Regions from separate parts of the Rattus norvegicus genome. Here region 2 is linked to region 1. Evidence: chromatin contacts called from public Hi-C data. All regions are on one chromosome and are shown on one strand. Each heading gives the region's core, a stretch centred on a gene start, on an enhancer-like site or on the middle of the called end of the contact. The rest is flanking DNA. Distances are from core to core; before and after follow the strand shown. Region 1 holds the start of Abcd3 (ATP binding cassette subfamily D member 3). Region 2 overlaps Abca4 (ATP binding cassette subfamily A member 4).

Region 1 (6,299 bases), core at 2,473-4,972:
GAGACCAGATGGAGAAAAGCTCTGAAACCTAGGATGAGAAATCTGAACTTTGTTTCACAAGCACTGATGGGAAGGGAAACTGCTTTCTTCCGTCTTCAGTCTTTCAATGGCTTACTTATTTATTATTTAGCATAGTAAAATTCTGCGACAATGTAGACTGGTTCCTTCTCTTTCATTCAGGCCAGATTTCCCATTCTTCAGATCACACTACAGACTCTCGGGTACACTCATGACTTCTATGAAGACGAGGCCTCTATTTGCTTCTTCAACTTCTGCCAACTGTTCTTTAAAAAGTCTTCCACAGCTCTGTATCACTTATCCCCTCTAACGTTTACTGTCTATCCTGGGACATAGCCGATTGAGGGATTTAAATATGACTCAAGGTCTCCCTAACTCAGTGGTAAACTACTTGTCTGGCATGGACAAGGCCCAGTAGGTGTGATCCCAATACAGCAAAAAATAAAAGTTAAGTAAACTAGAAAAATAAGCATGACTCAGTCCACAGCCTCAAGAAATTCAGATTCTGAGGTAAGCAGAAGCCAAGAAAAGAGACCTGTGCAAAACTAAGTAGTGAGTGCTAGAGAAGAGGAATCTTAGTGTCAGAAAAGCAAAGGGTATATATACATCAGTCTGGAGTTAGAAACAGTGGAAAATGCCTATCAGAAAGTTCTTTCCTGAGCTAAGTCTCAAAGAAAAAATAACGGTGGGGAGAAGGGGTTGAGCTGGCACAGAGCGAAATCGGACCCAAAAGAAAGCCAGCCTAATGCACTCAACAGATTACAAGTGCATGGCTGAAGAAGTACAAAACTCAAGCCGAGGTCCAAACCACTACCACAAGTAAGCTAGTATTAAAGTGTCCGCACACTTCACCGTCCTCACTTTTAACATTTCTTATTTAAGTTTCTTTCCCTAACAAGAGCATAAGCGCCTTAAGATGGCTTACTTATTTTAAATGTTATAGATAGATAGATAGATAGATAGACAGACAGACAGACAGACATCTGTCTCCTACAGCATGTAGCACAGAAAATAGCCCTAAACAAACAATTCCTTTTTCGTGATTAAGCGACTTTTGCCCATGAATTACAAGAGTCCATTGCTTAAGGGAGAGTAAAGAGGGAAAAGTTAGCACAACAGTGGTAGGAAATGATTAGAAAGAAATACAAAGGAACTTTCTGGGGAGATAAAAATGTCCCAATTTGTAAGACGGATGTAATACAAGTGTGTCCATTTGTTTGACAAGTGTAACTAAGAATTGCACATTTCAATAAATATGTTTTACTTGTAACGGAGTAGGGATCAAACAAATGGATGGAACAATATGGGTGAAATGAATAGGGGATTATTATTCTATTTACTCCATAGGTATGCAAAATATTTCATAATAAGTGTGTGTGATGTAATAGGGTAATAAAAGTTACATTAATAGAATTTTAAAGTAACAGAATTTTATCTTAATATTTAGAATAATGTTGCAACATAACTTCTGAGTGCTTTACTAGTTATGTCAGCTATCCAATTCCAAGAGAATATACATTCTAAGACAAACTTACTATTCACAGATAATCACTTATCCCATAGGTAAGTACCGAAAGATATTAAAATTAATTAGCTCTGTTACCAAACACACCCAAGGGCCAGGGCAATAGAAGGTCAAAATTTTATAACCTCCAGACTGTGAAACCAAAGATAGGGATTGAAAGATAAGAACATGAAAGTGTACATCTAATATATATATACATATATATATACATTATATGTACTAATATATTTAGATATAAGCCTATATAATATATATTAGTGACTTATGTAAGTTCAATCATTTTATCTCAGTAATTTATGTCTCACATTTATCTGCTCATAATCTGCATCCTCAACCCTCTAAATATTTAAAGATTAGCAACTCTCTTTGGTTCAGTAAACTACCTGTTGCATAATTCTATCTTCAGAAAGTTCACAAAGTTTCTCAAGAAGATCTTTGGAATGGCAGGTGAACAGCTTCAATTACTCAGGAAGATAAATTATATTATACTATCACCTCTATTGCTATTATTTCCCAGTAGATTTGGTTTGAAACTCCCTGTACTCAATAATCTACAGTACTACAACACAACGGAGCTGTTGGTTTGGACTGTGACTGGAAAGAGACGTGAGGGAATTCTGGGTGCCGATAAGATTCTGCTTCTGGATCTGGGCACTGATGATACAGGTTGTCTTTTACTTGCAAAAATCTTGCCAACCTGACATTTATGCTGCATAGTGTTTTCTGTATGTATACAAGTGTCTCAGGAAAAAGGACATTTTTTAAAAATCAGTCAGAGCTGTTAGCAGTCAAGTTCCCTCCCTAGTAAAATGCCTATTCTATGCACTGAAACGCTTCCCTACAAAGACTGTAACTCAAGACAAAGCATCTAACACGTTCTATCAGCATATTCCAAATAACTGATAACTTCTAATCCCAAAGGAGAGTTCAGAAAGGATACAATCTAACAGAAAAATATTTAGACTTAATCAGCCCCACCCAGAACTCTTTGAAAAAAAAAAAAGGTTAGTGTGTGAAGGTGACGCATATTACTATTTTGTAAAGCTGATTTAGGAAGAAAGGGGCCAATGTTGCAGTCAATAGGCAAGTCAAAATAGACAGGACAGAAAATACTTCGTGAAAGGGTACTTGGAGCTCTCTGCTAGTATTTTAGGCCAAATTCTAATAAGGTAGATCAAGCAAATCAAAGGCAGGAGACAATAGTACCTGCCCAGAGGGTTGATGAAATAAAAAGCATAGAAGAATTATTCTAAGATTGAATATTAAATATCCAAAGACTTAGCAAGAATGCTTAGTTAGGAAGTAACCTTTTCTCTTTCGCTCGCTGCAATCAAATGTGCGACAAGAAATAAAATTGTGCCTGTAATCCCAACACCAGAACTCAATTCTCTCCTTTCCCAATCTCCCAGGAGTTCAAAGTAAACTTTGACTTTCTCTCCAGGCAGGTAGCTGTACGCTGTAATTAACAAGTGATCTTCACCTAAAACACACTTTCACCTTTCACCTATAAAGCAGATGGAGGAAACTTTGTCCTGCACACACCACCCAGCCAATTCAACCTTTCCAAATGAGCTGTCAGGGCATCCACTGACCAATTCCGGAAAAGGGCACCGCTTTAGAAAAAATCGTGCCCACTGGATCCAGAAAACCCCCAAGAACGCCCCTGGCCACTATCCACCGCCACTACTCCGGAGTCGAGCAGGCGTAAAATGTCCATCCCGAACGAAACCTTAGCGTTCTGTGGCGATGAGATGGCAAAACCAGAATGCACCCATAAAGTTGACATGCAGGGGGAAGTGGTGAGGGGGCGCAGGGACGCGGCGCGCCCTCCTCCCTCCCGCAGTCTGGGGATAGCGCAGTGGCCGCCAGGCCGAGGGCCGCGGGGCTCGGGGACCGCTGGCTGGGTTCTGCGGGCACCCGCGCAGCTCCGGACCTGGAGAGAAGGGCAAGGCGCGCTCCCGGAGCAGCCGGCTCGGGCCCGGGAAAGCGGCGCGGCCGCGAGCCTCACCCGTGCAGGCCGAGGGCGCGACGCCGCTTGTGGAGCAGGCAGAACAGCAGGAACGCGGCCCCCGCCAGCGAGGAGTTCCGCGCCGTCAAGTACTTGCTGAAGGCCGCCATGGCACCGGCAGGGCGAGCGAGCCGCGGTATAGGGGACGCGCCGGCGACAACCTCAGTGCAGGAACCGCGGGGGAAACTGGGAGGATAGCTCGGCGCCGAGAGAGGGCGGGGCCGGCCGCGCGGGAACGCCCCCTGGCGCGCGCCGCCGCGCCGAGCCCACCCTGGACTTTGGCTTCCCGGACGCGCGCGCGGGCGCGGGGCGATCGAAAGGTCCTTCCCTAGAGGGACGCTCTGCGCACGCGCGGACCCCCACTGACTCGCCGGAAACGCGGCGGGCCAGCGGTGCTGGTCCTAGGCGCGGATCCGAGCTACCCCCGCTTCGGCCTTGGGAGCTCTGCTTGCACAAACCCTAGCTTTCACAAGAACTGGAAGAGCGGGCCAGGCCTGCGCCGCGGACTTAGTGGGCCCTGCCCCTCTGCCATCCCCTGGATGGGTCGGTACCACCCTCTTAAAGAAGCCGAGGGAGGAGGGGAACGGCTCCATCACAGAGCACTAGTATGGTCTACATTTACAACTTAAAGAGTGAAGGGAGACCAGGAAGAGAAAGACTACAATCAGATATCTTATTTCAAGTTGCCTTAGATTTTGGTATCTAGGACTTCTGTAAAATCGGTTGGGGACGATGGATCCACCGCTGTATTAATTTTTTAATAAGAATAATGTAGGGGTTGGGGATTTAGCTCAGCGGTAGAGCGCTTGCCTAGCAAGTGCAAGGCCCTGGGTTCAGTCCCCAGCTCCGAAAAAAAGAAAAAAAAAAAAAAGAATAATGTAGTGGGAAAAAGCTCAGAATGCGTGACAAAAAGGAGTTTTAAGAAAAATTATTCTTTTTGTAGATATGTACAGGGATGGCGATAAAAAATGTATTTCTTTATGTTAGGTCTAGTCAAAGAAAGTTTGAGAAACGCTGTTCTTTGCAAAGGGACATTCAGAAATAACAATTGTGCGTTGTATTAATGCTGGCCTTACTCCCAGAAGCAGACGGGCTTTACAGATTACAGCATTCTTCTCCTGTCCCACCCCTATCATGCAGAAATTGTTATCCCTAGCATTTAGTCCAGTGCATGCACAATAACTTTTTTTTTTTTTTTTTTTTGGTTCTTTTTTTTCGGAGCTGGGGACTGAACCCAGGGCCTTGCGCTTCCTAGGCAAGGGCTCTACCACTGAGCTAAATCCCCAACCCCCACAATAACTTAATGAATGGCTGTTTTCAGTTTAAGAAACTGTAGAGAAGCAAGTGTCTGAAAGGAAGCTTATAAAACCTTACACAATACATAAATGTTGCCTGCCCATAAAAGTAACCAATGAAACAGTGGTGCCCTAGGTGTTTTCTCTGTGTGATTGGTTAAACGGTTATGAGAATGGAAAAAAACAGACACCGACCGTGGTGTGTGCTGTGTACAGGAGCTCAACAATCAGTTAAAAGTCTAAGTTACGCAAAAGTAGAGCCTGTACCAAATCCTCCATATGCCATTCGTATTATCTTCCCATTACCCTGGGAGTCACTGAGGTAATTAGGTATGCCTGGCACAGAGAATACAAGTATGAACAATCAATCCCTTATTCTCCAGAGGCTGGTACAGAAGAAAAACACGAAGAAAAATATGGATGAGTTAAGTGTCAGCATAGAGAAATGAACTAGGTCCTATGAGAATATAATAGAATTTAGAGTTTTGCTAGAACTTTTTATTAACACTTGACCAATAGGATGATTTCAAAGTTACACCCTAAGACCAAAGGAGTCCACTAGCAGATGTGGGGAGTTGGGCGGGCACTATTTCCCTAGTGAGTTGCAATGTAGTATAAAATCATTGGACACTTGGGGGAGAAGAGTTTATAATAATCAAAGAAGGGTTTCTAAAACTGATTGAAAACATCTATTTTTTAAAAAAAAAAAGCAGATTTCAAAACATTCAGAAAAATAAAAGAGAATAATCCACTGACAAAATATTCTACAAAATGCCCTTACTCAAGAAGCGTACAAGATTCTAGGGGGGCAGGAAGAGGAAGAAAGGTGGGTAGGCGAGTAGATTATGCAAGCTATGATGTTTTCGAGTTGTTGATATGCCCATCTGATAAAAACCACTGAGGATTAGTCTAATAACGTCAGCTTCTAGCAAACTGGTACAAAAAGGGACAGCACACAGGAGAAGGCCCTCGTCACCAAGAAAGGATGAAGAAATGTCTACACTGAGAGAAGGAGTATAAAAATCTAAAGGAAGAAGTGCTTGAGAGGCTCAAGGCAAATTGGATCCACTTCTGATATTAACCCTGAGTAGAAAAGTAGACTCCATGTTGTATTTTTTTTTTTTTTGGAAACATGAATTTAAATCAAGGCAGAGAATTGTGTCTATATACCCTGGTCTCTAAATTGAGGCTTGTCTTAGTTAGGGTTTCTATTGCCGTGATGAAACACCATGACCAAAAGGCAAGTTGGGGAAGAAAGAGTTTATTTGATTTATGCTTCCACACCAACTGCTCATCACTGAAGGAAGCCAGGACAAGAACTCAAACAGAGAAGGAACCTGGAGGCATGGGCTGATGCAGAGGTTGTGGATTAGTGTTGCTTACTGGCTTGCTCAGCCTGCTTTCCTGAGACCCAGGACCCAGGACCACCAGCCCAGAAATAACCACACCCACA
Region 2 (6,299 bases), core at 1,524-4,023, 350 kb after region 1:
AGGTGCGTGTCTGTCCAGGGAAGGAGCCTAGCTTGGGCGAGAAGGGACAGGCGCTGTAGGGCTGCTGTTCCAGGTAGAACTGCCCACCGGACCTTTAATTGTTGGAATCAGCTTCTTTCTGGACTATTTGCAGATCTCAGTAATTGTGTTCCAAACTACCATACAGAGATAACCAGCGGGGCTGGGAGTAATGTGGTATACCAGGGGAGCGCCTTGCCCTTTGAGGTTAGACAGCTCCCCCCCCCCCGGCACCCCCCCCCCCCCCGCCACTGGGGACCGAACCCAGGACCTTGTGCTTCCTAGGTAATCACTCTACCACTGAGCCAAATCCCCAACCCCAAGACAGCTTTATTTAAGCTGTTTCTCCTCCATCCAAACATTCACGCTCCCCAGTTAAACCTGAATTCCAGGAGTGGATGAAATCTAACGACAGATATCCTTGGAGACTAGAACCTAAAACTTGTGTGGGGGTGAGGACAACCACTGGGCCTGTCCTTAGAACCAGGGTTAGTCTCCTGTGTCAGCCCGAGCAAGTGATTTTATTCTGTGCTGTTGTTGTCTTTCCTCGAGTGGGAAATGAAGCAGATGACACTGGCTTCTGCTTCGTAGGGATGTGGTGGAGACCAATGAGATGGAGCCTTGTGTTTCCTGGGCTCCTTGAGAACAGGTATCCCGGGCATTCAGGCTGTCAGGAATGTTCTGGTGCAATGCTATTCATGCCTCCAGTGTAAATGGATACTGTGGGTTTTCCTGTCCTGGTGGGTTTTCACAGCCTGGTGTCCAGAGGGGTTGGGAGGGGAGCGGAATGTCTCTCCAAGTGCTACGTGACTAATGACAAGGCATGGGATGCTTTGAGGTTCTGCCTCTCTCTCTGCTGACTCACACTCCTTCTGGGATAAAAAGTCAAGCAAGCTCCACCCTCAAAATGCTCAGATGAATTGATAGATTAAACAGTGAAGAAAAAACAGTGTCATCCGCAGCTGCTGATGAGAGACAGACGGGGCGGTGGTGACAGCAATTGGCACGGTGAAGATGCTATCATTGACGTGATCTGTATCTCGTCAGCCCTTTCTGTCCATCTGTTGCAGGGGGCCTGCAGCTGTACATCAAAGGGTTTCTCTGCCAGGTGTCCAGCCCGAGTCGATGAGATAACGGAAGAACAAGTCTTGGATGGTAAGAGCCGGGCAGGTTGAACCTCAGCTCTGTTTCGGTGACCTTCTCACCACCCTGTGCTTTGAAGCCCAGGGTGGGAGCAGTTGCTCATCTTCCTCTGAGCCTGTCTCTCCTCCATTCCTGAAGTGATCTCAAAGTCGCTCAAACCTAAGTGCCCTCTCTTTAATGAGGAATCCAACCTTCGTTCACTCCTCACCCTTACCCATGTTAAGCCTTGGCTTTTACACTCCTCCTGTCTGAAACACTGTGGACACACCCCCTCCTCAAAGTGTGCCAAGGTACCCTCTGCCTGCCTCTCTCTCTCTCTCTCTCTCTCTCTCTCTCTCTCTCTCTCTCTCTCTCATTTTTATTTTGTGTGTATGACTGCTTGCATGTATGAAAGTGAGTTGTGCCTGCAGAAGCTAGAAGAGGGCATTGACTCCTCTGAAGCTACAGATACAGTTAGCTGTGAGCCATCGTGTGGGTGCCAGGAACTGAACCTGGGGCTCCTGTAAGAACAGTGAGTGCTCTTGACTGCTGAGACATCTCTCCACCCCTCATGTCTCTTACAGGAACGTATGGAGTATCTGAGTGTGTAGGTGTGAAGGATGCAGGAAAGGATACAGGGTGTCTTTAAGCAATGTCACACATTCCCCTCTTGCCACCCAAGTTCCCAGGGAGCCTCCCTGGAATTTAAGGGTAAAGAGACCTCACTGTCACCAGAGAGAGGCAGTAAATAAGCTCACCTGTCAGATCTGACCTCAGGGTCCCAAGAGCTCTTTCCACCCTCAACTCTCGCCCACCTCCATTCCTCAGATGCCTTTGCAAGGGGAATGCCGCAGGACCTAGGATCCCATGTAAAAGGAAAATGAAACTTAGGCACTGACTCAGCTTTATGAACAGAGGAAAAGTGTGTGCTTATCAAAGAAAGTTTCCTATTAACACATCTCCCCCTGTGCCAAGTATTGATGCACAGTCCTAGTGGGTGAGGGAAACTGGGAGAAAGTGCATTCGCACACAGCCTTAACCCCAGTAGGAGCAGAGTTAGGCAGATGTCTGTGAGTTCTAGGCTCTCCAAGTGACATAGTGAAACCCTGTCTCAAATAACAACAAAGGCCTGAGAGAAGGCCTGCAGGTCCCTCACCAGGATTTACTCTCCGTTCTCTGTGTAGTCAGTGCTGAACCGAAAAGGTTTCTTTAGTGCGGTGTCTCTGAATCTCCTGTCTTGCTCATCTTACTGAGTTATCGCCTATGTTAATTTTTCCTTGGAACCTTGGTCAAGACATTGGTGTTTTAATTACTTATTTAAAAATTGCCATCAAAACCAAGTTGGAATGTGTTTTTGACTGACATGATTTTTTTTTTAAAGTTTGGCTTTACTTCTGTGAAAGTTGTTTTTTGTTCTTGTTTTGGTTTGGTTTGGTTTTCGGTTTTTTGTATAGAAAGAACATGCTGCCAAGGTGAAAAGTACTATAGGTAGTTATGCCCTCAACTAGGAAGGATCCCTTCATCTCCAGTTACCTCCTCGGCTGGCTTTTCACTCACACACACCCACATACCACTCACACAGTCCCTGAATGACTCACACATAGACTGCTGGGCCAGATGGACACTTCTGAGAGGCCGACCCATAACTAAGGGACGGTTCCTGGGAATCCAGTGACTGGGTCCTACTTCCTTCCTAAGAGAACAATGAGTGTGACCCCTACAAGCTACTGGGGCAGAGCTATTTCCTCCAGTAAAGAACTCCCCGGTCCCAGTATGAGATCATCTAGGACTAAAGACAATCACATAGTTTGCAGGTGTGACACACAGGCCTTCCACAGCTCAACGGGCTCTCAATGGGGAGCTGTGAAATATTAACCAATTGAAAGACAGAGGAGACTCCCCTGGGTGATGCTGACTCTTACAGAAAACTGACCTGAATATCAAGGCTCACTGGGATTAGCATAACATAGACCTATAATCCCAGCAATCTGGAGGCTACTGCAAGAGGATTGTGAGTTCAAGGCCAGCCTCAGGGAAATAACCAATGCCACTCACCCCTGCTCCGTGTGCTATCCTCATCCCCTCCCGGGCTGGGGCTTCTCAACCCCCTGCAGTGGCTGATTATTGAGTCTCCTGTTTGAGAGGTCAGGTACAGACCAAGGGAAAATAGTTAAAGCAGGCTTGGGCAAGGTTTAGTAAGGAGACTTGCCTCCTCTTCTAGGCCTGGGTCTTGGCCTATAGCTTCAAAAGCAGACAAGGGAAAGAAAATGACTTTGACTTAACCCCTAAGCCTCCAGTGCATGAGAGGCAGAAGCAGTGCCAAGTTCACCTCCTGGGCTAATGGTCAGGGATACAGCAACAGCTAAGTGTCATTTTTGTACCACTGCTAGCACTGTGGGTACGTTACCCCCTCCTCCCCTCCATCCACATGAACAGTCTTGGAATGGACACAGCTGTTTTCCCCTTTCACAGATGAGGAACTGGAGGAGGACTCACCCAATTTAGTGTTCCTTGAGGCAATAGCACATCTGACTGAACTAGAGATTGGTCCTCCCTCAGGCTGCACCACCTGGATGGAGTATGTTTGTCATAGAGTCAACAAAGCTAAAAATAGAAATGGCAGGACACGGAGGGCCAAGGGTGTGGTTCACGCCTCTAATCCCAGCTTTGTCTCAACAAACAGATAAACAGAAACACACAAACACACACACACCCTCAAACACCACACACACACACACACACACACACACACACGCATTCACACACACTCACACACCACACATATGCACATGAAAGAGACAGACAGAGACAGAGAAACAGACAGAGACAGAGACATAGAGAAGGGGAGACTGAGGAGGAGAGGGAGGGACGAGAGGCAAGGGGGTGGTGGCTATCTGCCCCTTTCTCCAATGGGCTAGAGAAGGGAAGGGAAGGGAAGGGGAGGGGAGGGAAGGGAAGAGAAGGGAAGGGAAGGGAAAGGAAGAAGGGGAGGGGAAGGGAGGAGAGGGAAGGGGAGGGGAGAGGAGAGGAGAGATGAGGAGAGGAGAGGAGAGGGGAGGAGAGGGGAGGGGGAGGAGAGGGGAGGGGAGGAGAGGAGAGCAGAGGGGAGGGGAGGAGAGGGGAGGGGAGGGGAGAGGAGGAGAGGACAGGACAGGAGAAGAGAGGAGAGAAGAGAGAGAGATGAGGAGAGGAGGGGGGAGGAGAGGGGAGGGGAGAGGAGAGGAGAGGAGAGGAGAGGAGAGGGGAAGAGAGGAGAGAGAGAGATGAGGAGAGGAGGGGGGAGGGGAGGGGAGGGGAGGAGAGGAGAGGAGAAGGGAGGAGAGGGGAAGAGAGGAGAGAGAGATGAGGAGAGGAGGGGGGAAGGGAGGGGAGGGGAGAGGAGAGGAGAGGAGAGGAGAGGAGAGGAGAGGAGAGGAGAGGAGAGGAGAGGAGCTCCAGGAAGTCTTATAGTCTTCCAGATTGTAGAATAGGCTGAATCAGGTTGACATGAGTCTTTTTTTCCTGGCCTAGGGGATGTGAAGGAGCTGACAGATTTGGTGTACCACCATGTTCCAGAGGCAAAGCTGGTGGAATGCATTGGCCAAGAACTTATCTTCCTCCTCCCAAACAAGAATTTCAAGCAGAGAGCATATGCCAGCCTCTTCCGAGAGCTGGAGGAGACTCTGGCTGACCTGGGGCTCAGCAGCTTTGGAATTTCTGACACTCCCCTGGAAGAGGTGAGGCAGAGATGGCAGTCGGTTTCTGTCTAGCGCCAGAAAAGGCGGCTCTTGCAAAAGCCTAACACCAAAGCAAAACCTGACAAAAGTAAAAGCCATAACTCTCCAGCTCTCTCTTCAGCTGGCTTCCTCCTACCTTGGTCCACACGCACACGTATTTGCTGCAGTTGTGGTCATCATGTGCTCACACCTTCTCATTTATAGAAGACTGTGTTCTCAGATAGTTAGGATGGATTTCTTCCCATGGTGAAACAGTGCCCAGCACAGTGGAACTAGGTTTAGATTTCCCCGAAAGCATGAAAGCCTGAACCTAATTCTCTCTTCGTGTCTCAACAGATTTTCCTGAAGGTCACGGAGGATTCTGAATCAGGTTCTAAGTTTGTAGGTATGCATGGTGCCGGACTCAGTGGCTTGTCTCATTTTCCCAGACTCGATCTTAAAAAGTCTACAGAGCCCCAAGTAATGCATTTTTTGTTCTTGGTGCCTACCGGTGAGAGACCAAATTTGACTACATTCTGGAACATTCTGGATGGATCAGGATTCTTACCCATGTCAGACTGGTAGATTTCTCCCCCCAAAATTCACCTCCTACTCCCCTGGTCTCCTTTTTTCTGTCATGTCACCACAGTATCCCTCCTCTCTACCAGGCTTCTGATACAGTCTTGTCTGCATGAGTGATGGTCAGCAGAGAGCCCTTAGCGATAACAGTGACAGTTAATATAACCCAGATGCCAACTACAGTCTCCTGACCCTTTGTGATCAAGATAAAAACACTCTAAAACTCTCAGTCAGTAACCGATGGACTTTGAAATAGTGGGGACCAAAATTCCTGTGACTTCTGGCCTTTTCTCTATGTGTCAGCCTGGGCCTTTTGCTTGATTCCTTGTGGCCACGCAAAGCATTATGGGTGTTGTAGGGGATGGAAGTACAAGAAAGGTCACCCTGTCACCATAACACAAATCACTTCTGATAGAACAAGAGGCATGCACCCACTCTGCTAAAATAGGCCCCCTGGGCCCTCTCTCCTGCTCAGAGACAAACAGCCTCTGTGGCTGTCTTGGGTTGCTAGTCCCCTCCTCCTATCCAGTGTGGCACATTGTAATGTTTTCCTGTGTAGTGTTTCCTCCTATGGAATTCCTGCTACTCTTCCCACCTCCTAAGATAGTGTGGGTCTAAGCTAGCAAGCCTGTATCAGCCATGCCTAGAATTACCAACGTCCATATATACCAGCCCATACATGTTCCAGCTTAGGTCATGTGGTAGGCCTACTGAGGGAGACGGGGCAGGGTGGGTCCTCTGCAGACCGTAGGAGTAGCTTACTGTGGGGGTCAAAGAACTCTTTCAAGTTCTTTGCAGATGGCAGTTGAATTCGATCAACTCACCCAAAGACCAAGATTCACATTAATCAAGACAAGAAGGAAAACACATTAAGGTTTACCACAA

What was found. A called contact is a pair of places that touch in the nucleus more often than the background predicts.
Region 2: a Hi-C map of liver shows a contact between it and region 1, with 2.6 times the contacts expected there. The contact joins the enhancer-like site here to the promoter of Abcd3 in region 1. A contact is called at or near these places in 2 of 12 Hi-C or Micro-C datasets (kidney and liver).

The regions. Positions count from the first base shown.
Region 1 is chr2:212,586,657-212,592,955 of GRCr8, forward strand. It overlaps Abcd3 (ATP binding cassette subfamily D member 3), which reads right to left and starts at 3,723. Exons shown (of 23, transcript NM_012804.2): 1 at 3,552-3,723. The coding sequence starts at 3,661. LOC108350099 (a long non-coding RNA gene) reads left to right here and starts at 3,847. Exons shown (of 2, transcript XR_001836889.3): 1 at 3,847-4,094.
Region 2 is chr2:212,935,563-212,941,861 of GRCr8, forward strand. Abca4 (ATP binding cassette subfamily A member 4) reads left to right here. Exons shown (of 50, transcript NM_001107721.1): 23 at 1-2; 24 at 1,089-1,173; 25 at 4,651-4,856; 26 at 5,193-5,241. Among named protein-coding and RNA genes, the nearest start is that of Abca4, 89 kb to the left of the region's middle. Within about 2 kb of position 2,774, at least 18 of the 93 cell types and tissues checked have an H3K27ac peak or open chromatin away from gene starts, as enhancers often do. A contact at or near this core is called in liver, where this site is marked.